Linked DNA regions of Zea mays: all the other regions are linked to region 2. The links are chromatin contacts, called in public Hi-C maps. All regions are on one chromosome and are shown on one strand. The core of a region is the stretch at or near the end of the contact, and the rest is flanking DNA. Distances in the headings are between cores, read along the strand shown. Region 1 holds the start of LOC100125646 (catechol-O-methyltransferase). Region 2 holds the start of LOC100284898. Region 3 holds the start of LOC100216884 (Putative glycerol-3-phosphate transporter 1).

Region 1 (3,117 bases), core at 459-2,958, 440 kb before region 2:
GTCGTGGAGGATCCACTTCATGAGGATGGCGTCGCCGGCGGGCACGGACGCGAACATGTCCCCGCCCACGTGGCGCACGCCGGGGAACGGCGGCGCCTCGGAGATGACGTGCGGCAGGTCGAAGTTGACCCCGGAGATGTGCGGGTGGCGGGACGTGATGGCGTGCAGCGTGGCGCCCACGCCGCCGCCCACGTCCACCAGCGTCGACACGCCCTCGAAGCCCGTGTAGAAGTCCAGCAGCTTCTTGGTGATGATCACCGAGTGGTTCTTCATGCCCTCGTTGAACACGCGGTTGAAGCGCGAGTCCGTGCCGTGGTACTCGAACGCCGTCATCCCGTACGCCTTGTTGAACGGGATGCCGCCGTCCAGCACCGCGTCCTTGAGATAGTACCTGGCAGAGTGGCAGTGATCAGAATCAGATCAGCGCATACAAGAAACAGACAGGACAAGAGTCCCCATCTCTATCAGCATCAGCCAGGCAGGCAGATACTATAGTCAGTTGTCACTTGTCTGTGTGAGCCAACTGTCTCTCAGTCTTTTCTACGCCATCTTCGCACACACTAGACACCAAACAATCTGGCTGTCTGAAGATTCACCTTCAGTCGGCGAATGGCTGAATGGAGTTTGGCAAAAAGTCCAGACCAGCACGGATGGTTTTCCTTGCCGCCCTCGTGGTTGGAATTGGACTCGACACTCATGTGAGCCGTCGATCCGTCCGGCGATCGACGGCTGCCGTTTTGCGGATACAGAAAAAGGACTCGGCCAATAATATAGTGCTCCGTCTCGCAAAAAAGTCTCACCCACTGGATGGATAGTGGACAACAAACAAGTGGTCCTTGCTGACTTTTCCATCCCACTCCTAACTTTTTTTTAGGAAAAACATGAAGTCACTCACTTTCTTTCTTGCTTGCTTTTTATAAAAAAAAAATCTTTTTTGTTCTAGAGAAATATTATATCGTGTATAACAAGTAACAACTATTTCCAGCCTTGTGCTAGCCGCAGCCAGTAGAGTAGCAGCGCACCTTAATTAATTTTACTGGACGAAATAAATCACTAGTAGCACCAATGATGAGCGAGCTCGTCATCATGCATGCCGCGCACGCCAGCAGCAACAAGTGATGGATATAGATAGGTAGAAGGTGGTTGATGCGATGCGGCTACTACTCACCAGCTCTCCATGAGGACCTTGTCCTGGTTCATGAGCGCGAGGGCGGCCATGGACACGCCGTCCTCGTTGGGGGTGAGCCACTTGCAGACGGGCGCGGCGGAGTAGCGGCGCTCGTACCGGCCGTCCCGGTCCTCCATCTGGCACCGGACGACGTCGTAGGAGGCGAGCAGGCGGAGCATGCGGTCCACCATGGCCGCCGCGGCGGCGGGGTCGCCGGGCGCCGCGGGCATCCGCGCCACCACCTCCTCGGGCGCCAGCGCCGCCTTGCCGCCGCCGGCCTCCTTCTGCAGCACCTCCAGCAGGCCCAGCTCGATGGCGTTCTTCAGCGTCATGGGCAGGATGGACGACGACGCCAGCTGCATCGCGTACATGCACGCCTCCTCGTCCACCACCGCGGCCACGTCGCCGGCGGTGGAGCCCATGGCTATTACGATTAGCGCTGCCGGTGGAGACTGGAGAGAGAGAGAGAGAGAGTGGGTAGGCCGGCCTTTCTCTGCTGGGCTCGAGGAGCGCGCTAGCTGCTGATGGCGTGCGATGCGACGAAGAGGGACGAGGTGGTGCGAGGGGTTTTTATTGGGCCGGACGGCTCACCAACCACCACACCAAAACACGCACTGCTTATTTTTCACTATTATTTTTCACTACTATGCGCGCACTAATTCAAGCACCGTGATTAAGAGAAGCGGGGCCCATCGTTTCTGTCGCCGATAGTTGGTGGCGATGATTAATCTAGTATGCGTTAGGTTTGCGTGAGTGTCAAGTGCGTAGAGATGTGCTCGCCCAACCGCAGCGGGAGTGGTTGTTGTCACCCATGCTGTTGCGTGCGGGGTGGGGAAAAAATCATCAGTTCACTGGCTCCATCCATGACGGTGACGTAGTGTACGTGTTTGGTTTTCATGGATGAATAGCAGGGACTATTCTATCAGAAAAAAAACCCCGACTAGTTGTCGATTTTTCCCCGGTTTTGCCACGTGCGAAGAATTTTTAGTAAATTCTGTGCACAAATTCGTCGAGAAAAATGATGAACTGGTCATCGGCCGGTGCAACTGGGACCACCAGTAGGATGCCGGAGCGAATGACAGTAGGCCCGTTGGGCTGCCTTTCTAGCCAGTGTTTGTTTCGGCTGCATCTGCATAGTGGTAACGTGCATGGATGGAGCAGAGAGGCGACCAGCCGGGTTGGTCAGCGATGACGACGGTGGCAGCTGCCGTGGAAATCAAATTTTATTGGCGCCTAAGTTAAGAAAACCCCCAATACAATTTTTTTTGGAAATATAAACCATGTTTTAAAATAAATAGCAAAACAGATTTTAATCATGGGAGCGCCCCACCCACCCGTCTCTTCCGAAGTTGCGGGACCTTTATTAAGGCCCTGCCGGTACAAATATGATTTCTTAAGAAAGTCAGCAGTGAAAATGCTTGATTTGCACTATCGGGGTTTTAAGGAAACCGTTAGTGTAAAAGGTGTTTCCACTAACGGTTCTTGAGTCGAGCTAACCATTTTACTTTCACATGTGCTCGATAACTGAAACATTATTGTCCACCATAGAGTTGTGTTTCTACTAGTGGTATAATCATATATTTGTGTATGATAATGATTTAGGATTTAAATTGCGATCTTGGCAACCTTATGTTTGACCATATCAAAAATCATGGTTTGAGTAATAATTAGTTTACTAATGTGTTTATCATGTGCCGAAATCTATTCTTTACCATTAAAATATGTAAAAGTTTATATTATAGCGAAAAGTTCTTATTTATATATCATTTTGAATAATCAAGCTAAAAATTGAACGGAAAGAATAGTTTTCTTAGATCAGCTGACACTCCTTCACACTATAACTACCTTAAAGTTGTCTTCAGTAAAGCGTGTTTACACTGTATATGACATTGTTTGCAGAATGAAGAGGATGATATAGGAGATAGCCTGAGATCATCTCCAAGAGTTAT
Region 2 (2,938 bases), core at 275-2,774:
GACGGCTGTAGACGTGCGTGCCTTTGGCGGCGGGCCCGGCCCATGACGGCTTGCCGGGGGGGAGGTGGTGGGCACCGGCGGGCATGGGCGATTATTTATCTCACCTCTCCCCTAATGATTACTGCTCTGATATAGGGATGCCTATCATGTGCTAATGCGAATGGCCGGTGGTGGGCGTTTAGCTGCTACTACTACAGACGGTGACGGGTGGGGTGGGGGGAGGCGACCGACGTGCGTGCGTGCTTTTGTTTCGTGCTCCGCGTGGGCCGCGTGCACCACACCAGGCCCGGCTCTGGCCCTAAAGCGAATACTATTTGCTTTGTGTAAAAAGCAAAAAAAAAAAAGAAAGTGAAAGGCAAAGGAAGACGAGTGGCAGAGAGAGTGCTAGCCACGGACACCTCTGTACTCGTGTCTGCTACTGTCTTCTTCTTTCGGTTTTTCCTGCTTAGGGCATGTATAGTGGTGTTTAATGTGGAGGCTCTTAAGGTGTTTTAGGGGGTTATTTGCAAAAAAATCTTAGAGCCGTCTCTCCGTGAAGAGACGCCTCTGGCTCGTAAACCAAGTAACAACAGACGCCTCACTTCCCACTGTACGAATTTATCGTCTGTTCTATCGATCTGATGTTATACAAATACATTTAATTCTCTATTTATTAATAGACTACGTTTATAGACACTCCATTGTACAATAGAGTCTCTTAGTTGTCTCCTGTGCTTGGAGAACCGTTTTGGTGTCTCTCCACTGTACATGCCCTTATTGTGTAGCAGTTTACGTACGGACATTGCCCAACAAATGCTTCCATTACTACCACCCGTGCCGGTGCCAGTGCCACCACCACCCATCTGTGCCCCCCCCCCCCGCGCCTAGATCGTACGTGCGTGCACATGCCTTGGTAATTTCTTTCCCTGCCGCACACATGGCCTGCCGCCCTGCCCTGCCCACCCATCTCATCGCTCCAATAACCATGCATATGCATGCGCCCATCACCCATGCGATGCCCATCGTCTGCCATGCACGCACGCACGCACCTCGTCTCATCAGCAGCAGTCCGTAACTTGCTCCTCCAGGACATGGGCGCCGCCGCCGGCGAGCTGCTGCTCTGCTGCCCCCGTCGGTGGGAGTGGGACGCGAGCAGAGCAGCTAGCCGCTGTGCCAAACCAAGCGAGCACACGGACGACGACGGTGGGTGTGTGCATGTACGTATAGATAATAGATATTAGACACGGACGGGCAGCGCCAAACTGCCAACCGGACCGGCGGTCACCAACAGCTAATTAAAAGGCCCGTCCGTCCCTCCCTCCCGCACCTCCTAGTGGCAGTGGGTGTTGGCAGCAGTCAAGAAGAGTCCGCGACAACGCATGTGTGCGTGTACGTGCAGCCCATATAAACCGCTCGCAAATGCTAGGCGCACCCAAAAAAAAAGATGCGTCCGGAAACGAAGACGTACTGTAGGACACACGTCCTGGTACCAGAAAACTGCGTTCCCACGCGAAGAAATATATATACAAGGCGTAGGTACAGTTACGGTGCGGCGTGTGTGAGTGAAACTTACAACTAAGAGTTAACGAAGCATGACACGCACACGCGTTAAAAACCTATGAGCTTTTTTCTCAGCCGTGCGTGCAAGTCGCCGGCCGGTGGCACTGGCAGGGCCATTTACATTGTGCGCCTAGCATTATTGCTCTTATTAGGTAGGGCCGGCTCCTCCAAACATAGGCGCCCCCCCAAAACAAACCCTTGTTCCGGTCCTTTCTCTCTCTTTATATATAGACCCCACACCACCTCCCCTCTTCTCCCTCCTCCCTCATTATCTCTCTCTCCCAAGCTCTTTCTACCGTTTCTCTTCTAGTCGAGCGGGGAAAACAAAGAAACAAAAAAGCAAGGAAGCAGCTGCACGCACGCCGTCGCCTGGCCGGCCATGGGGTTCCCGTCGGTGTGCTACTGCGTGATCCTGCCGCAGCCGCTCATCCTGGTGCTGCAGCTGCTGGACTTCCTGCGGCACGCCGTGCTGCTCTGCCTCTCCTCGCTGGGCCTCGCGGCGCCGCCGGCCGCCGACGACCATCCGGCCTACGCCTACGCGGCGCCGCCGCCGCCGCCGTCGGACCTCTGGGCACTGCAGCCGTCGTCCCTGCAGCAGCAGCAGCAGCAGGCGGCGGCGGCGGCCCTGGCGCCGCCGCCCACGCCGGCAGCCATCAAGGCCCGCCTGCCCGCCGTCCGGTACGCCGACCTGCTCGGGGCCCGCCGCGCCCCGCCGGGCCCGGCCGTCTGCGCCGTGTGCCTCGGCGCGCTCCAGGCGCGGCACCGCGTCCGCGAGCTCGGCAACTGCGCGCACGCCTTCCACAAGGCCTGCATCGACAAGTGGGTCGACAAGGGCCAGGCCACCTGCCCGCTCTGCCGCGCCTTCCTCCTCCCCGGCCTCAGCGCCGGAGACGGCGACGGCGACGGCGACGGCGAGCTCGCCTCCTCCTCCTTCCCTTTCTCCTTCTGAACCCACGCGTAGTACGTACGTACGTACGCGCGCGTGCTCCAGCCGACAAGCAAAAGTGAAGGCGCACGGCCGGCGGCGTGCGTAGTACGTGTACGTACGTCCCTGCAGCCCGGCGGCCGATTGGGAGGCAGAGCAAGGTCAGTAGCAAAGCCACCTACCTACTTACTACACTACTCCTGCTAGCTGATGAGACACGAGCCCCGTCGTACGGCCGGCCCCGGTCCTGTGACCATCCATGGATCCCGATGAGACGAGCAAGGAAACAGAGGAGAGAGAAGAGGAGGTGTCAGTGAGCGTGAGGTGGTGCAGTATTATTGGTAGGTGAGGCACAAATTATGAGGAGGACAGGGATGGCTACCTGCATTGGATCTGGTGGATGCGTAGATCCATCCACTCCGCACTGCTCCACCCTTTTCTCCTGCAGTGCAGCTCCAATTCACACCCCCCCTC
Region 3 (2,932 bases), core at 225-2,724, 440 kb after region 2:
GGAGCTTATGAATTCTACGTGGATAATTAAGAGTCTGAGACAGCAGATGTTAGCCAACTCTTTTACTTCATAATATGCAATCATGCTCTAAAAATTGATCTACTTACTCCGCAGTCAGATTCTATGATCACACTGTGACCTCGGAATCTCGGATCATAGACACGAGACACCTACAATTAGGCTCGCCTATTTGTTTCCTTGCAGGATTATATAATTCAACCTCTAGATTATACAAGCACCTAATGACCTACTTATGAATTATCATAATCTAGTTGTCTAGATTATATAATCCACATAATAATCTGTGTTGTTTGTTTGTCACTTAACTTATTTAAGTTGGATTATATAATATAACAGGGTCTTAGACAGGGTACTTAAATTTGCATCTCATAAAATGTCCCACTGATCAGAATCTCGCCAAATTAGTGCCCTCCTAACATTAGGTCAGCTGCGTTTGTAGCAGCCTATCAAGGAAGACTTAGGCTCGCTCCAGCAGGGTCCTGTAAAAACTCCTGTCCTCTAAATATAGAGGTTTGTCAGATCCTCTATCCCTCCAACAAGGGACTCTAAAAGATCCTCTAAAATTTAGAGGATGACATGCATGCGCTATGTATAGAGGATGTACGGCGGTGCTCTATACACTGTGCTGATTTCTATACACGTGCTGACGAGCGGTAAAAAATAATATATAATATCAAATCTAGTAGCATTGTTGATATAGAGGGTGAAATTTAGGGGATATTGTTGGAGATGAAGAAGATATAGAGTACAGAATCTTTTAAAGAGTGATGTAAAGGACAGAGAATATTCTTTTAGAGTATGAAATTTAGGGGACGTTGCTGGAGACAGCCTTAGCTCCCAAGTCCCCCCAAGTACTAGCGTGCTTTCTGAAACCTGCACGAGAAGAAAGGAAGTTTCCGTGTGGACGCAGGTAAAAAAAAGGTGATCTTGACATTTTACTAGTCCCAACGTCCTTGCAAAGGTCTCACAAGTCCAATCACAGGATCCGGCTGGCTGTTTCCGAGTTCCGACTCAACAGGTACCTGACAGCCCCCCTCCCCCCCCCCCCCCCCCCCCCCCCCCAAGTTCTGGATGGAAAAACACCACCGCATTGTCCCAAACTCCTATCGATTTCTTCACCAAAACTTCCGTCAATTTCCACCCAGAAGCCCGGCTAAACCGATTAAAAGTAGTACAGAACCACACACCACCATGAAAGTCAGTAACATCGAAGGAGCAAGAAGCAACAATACAAGCTGCGGATTCGCAGAGACCAAGAATGGGAACGGGGCTCGGCCAAAGCACGGACCTTTTTCAGGGCGATCGGAGCGGCGGCTCCTGCGCGCGCGCGCAAATGCACACGCGACGCGACGCGGCGGAATCACGCAACGGGCAGCGAGTTGGAAAAGGAGAAGAAGCCCCGCCCCGCCCCGCCGCGGCCGTGTTTCTTTCTTGTTCGTGGTGGTGTTCTCGAGCTCGGTTTGCGTGGTGCGGAGGGCGAAGGCACCGAAGCAAGAGCGCATTTATCGAAAGGTGCGCCGGGGATTTACGGTGCTGCCCTTGGACGGAACTGGCCCCTTCGCTTTGGTGTGCCTTTGCAGCGCGCGGGTATTCGGCGACATGGCAGGGGTAGGGTCGGAAATGGGGAGGAGGATCGGAACTCATGGCCGAGCCGACGGGGCGGCGAAGCTGTCCGATCCGAATATTCCCTTCCCGCCACTGGAATTATCCCTCGCGTGCCGTGCGGGTCCTTCTGCGCCCCGGACCGCCGCGTCACTGCGTGCCCGTCCCCACGGGCGCCGAGCCACAGGCCGCAGGACGGGCCACACGGGCGCCGAGCCACACAAGCCCACAGGCACCCGCACCGCACGAAAGCCAGCCCGCTTGGATCCGCCGCTGTTCTCGTCGCGCAGGAGCGGCGATTTCGGCTGCGCTTCCCCGTTCCCGCGGCCGTGACGCCAGACGGTGGGCCCCGTGTCGTCAGTCCACGTCAATGGGCAATGGCCGTGTTGTGGGCCCCGCTTCGACTGTCCCAGATAAAAACTGAGCCGCGCGAGCCCGGATCTTGTGTGGCACGCGTGTCTACACGTCTGCCGGCGGCCACAACCTGCGATGGCCCACAAGTTTTGAGGGATCTGCATGGGCGCCGGCCGCCGGGTATATTCTTGGAATAAACCATGCGAGATGCGTTCAACCATTCAAAATCAAATAATTGGTTCCATAGCCCATGCTCTCAAGTGTATGCAACTAGTGTCTATATATTTAATTATTTATTTAAAAAAATCTTTGTGCACCACTCATCATGGTAGTATCTCCCGCCTCATATAAGGGTTAGTTTAGAAACCACAAAAACAGTGAGAATTGGAGAGGCTAAAATTCTCTTCTTATTAATAAAAAGAGGATTTTATCCTCTCTAATCCCATTTGGGTTTTGGACTCGCAAACTAGTCCTAAATGTTGGGTGCAAAAGGGAGCGGGGTACTCAAAATTTCTTTTTACTACGGTTTCTGGTCAGAAAAAAATATAATTAAGAGTTAGTTTGACAACTCCATTTTCAAGAGATTTCCTTCTTCCTAAAAGGACCAATTTCTTTATAACAATGGGAATCCTTAAAAAATTGTGTTTGTTAAACTAGCACTAAAAGGCAATGTAAAAACATAAAAATTTTGGCGAAAAGTTAAATTTGATGCAAATTCGGTGTCTGCCCCGACTTAAGAAACGATCTATTTATGTGCATTGTGATACCATGAAAACCACTCAGTATTTTAAGCTAGTATTTAATTTAAAATAAGTTCAATTATATAATTTGGTCAGATCATAACCATAACACCACACCTGATGAATGGATAAACGGTGTTGCATAGACGACGAGCCGCAGTAGGAGTGGTGGTGAATCGCTCTAAATAAATTTTAATTTAAAAATAAATAGAAAT

The links. A called contact is a pair of places that touch in the nucleus more often than the background predicts.
Region 1: a contact with region 2 is called in a Hi-C map of endosperm, with 3 times the contacts expected there. The contact joins the promoter of LOC100125646 here to the promoter of LOC100284898 in region 2. A contact is called at or near these places in 3 of 25 Hi-C or Micro-C datasets (ear, endosperm and tassel).
Region 3: a contact with region 2 is called in a Hi-C map of tassel, with 2.7 times the contacts expected there. The contact joins the promoter of LOC100216884 here to the promoter of LOC100284898 in region 2. A contact is called at or near these places in 5 of 25 Hi-C or Micro-C datasets (bundle sheath, ear, endosperm and 2 more).

What each region holds. Positions count from the first base shown.
Region 1 is chr4:34,199,424-34,202,540 of Zm-B73-REFERENCE-NAM-5.0, forward strand. It overlaps LOC100125646 (catechol-O-methyltransferase), which reads right to left and starts at 1,709. Exons shown (of 2, transcript NM_001112577.2): 1 at 1,169-1,709; 2 at 1-391. The coding sequence starts at 1,590.
Region 2 is chr4:34,643,379-34,646,316 of Zm-B73-REFERENCE-NAM-5.0, forward strand. It overlaps LOC100284898, which reads left to right and starts at 1,525. Exons shown (of 1, transcript XM_020552514.3): 1 at 1,525-2,938. The coding sequence starts at 1,919. The coding sequence ends at 2,488.
Region 3 is chr4:35,083,952-35,086,883 of Zm-B73-REFERENCE-NAM-5.0, forward strand. It overlaps LOC100216884 (Putative glycerol-3-phosphate transporter 1), which reads right to left and starts at 1,475. Exons shown (of 3, transcript NM_001143271.1): 1 at 1,310-1,475.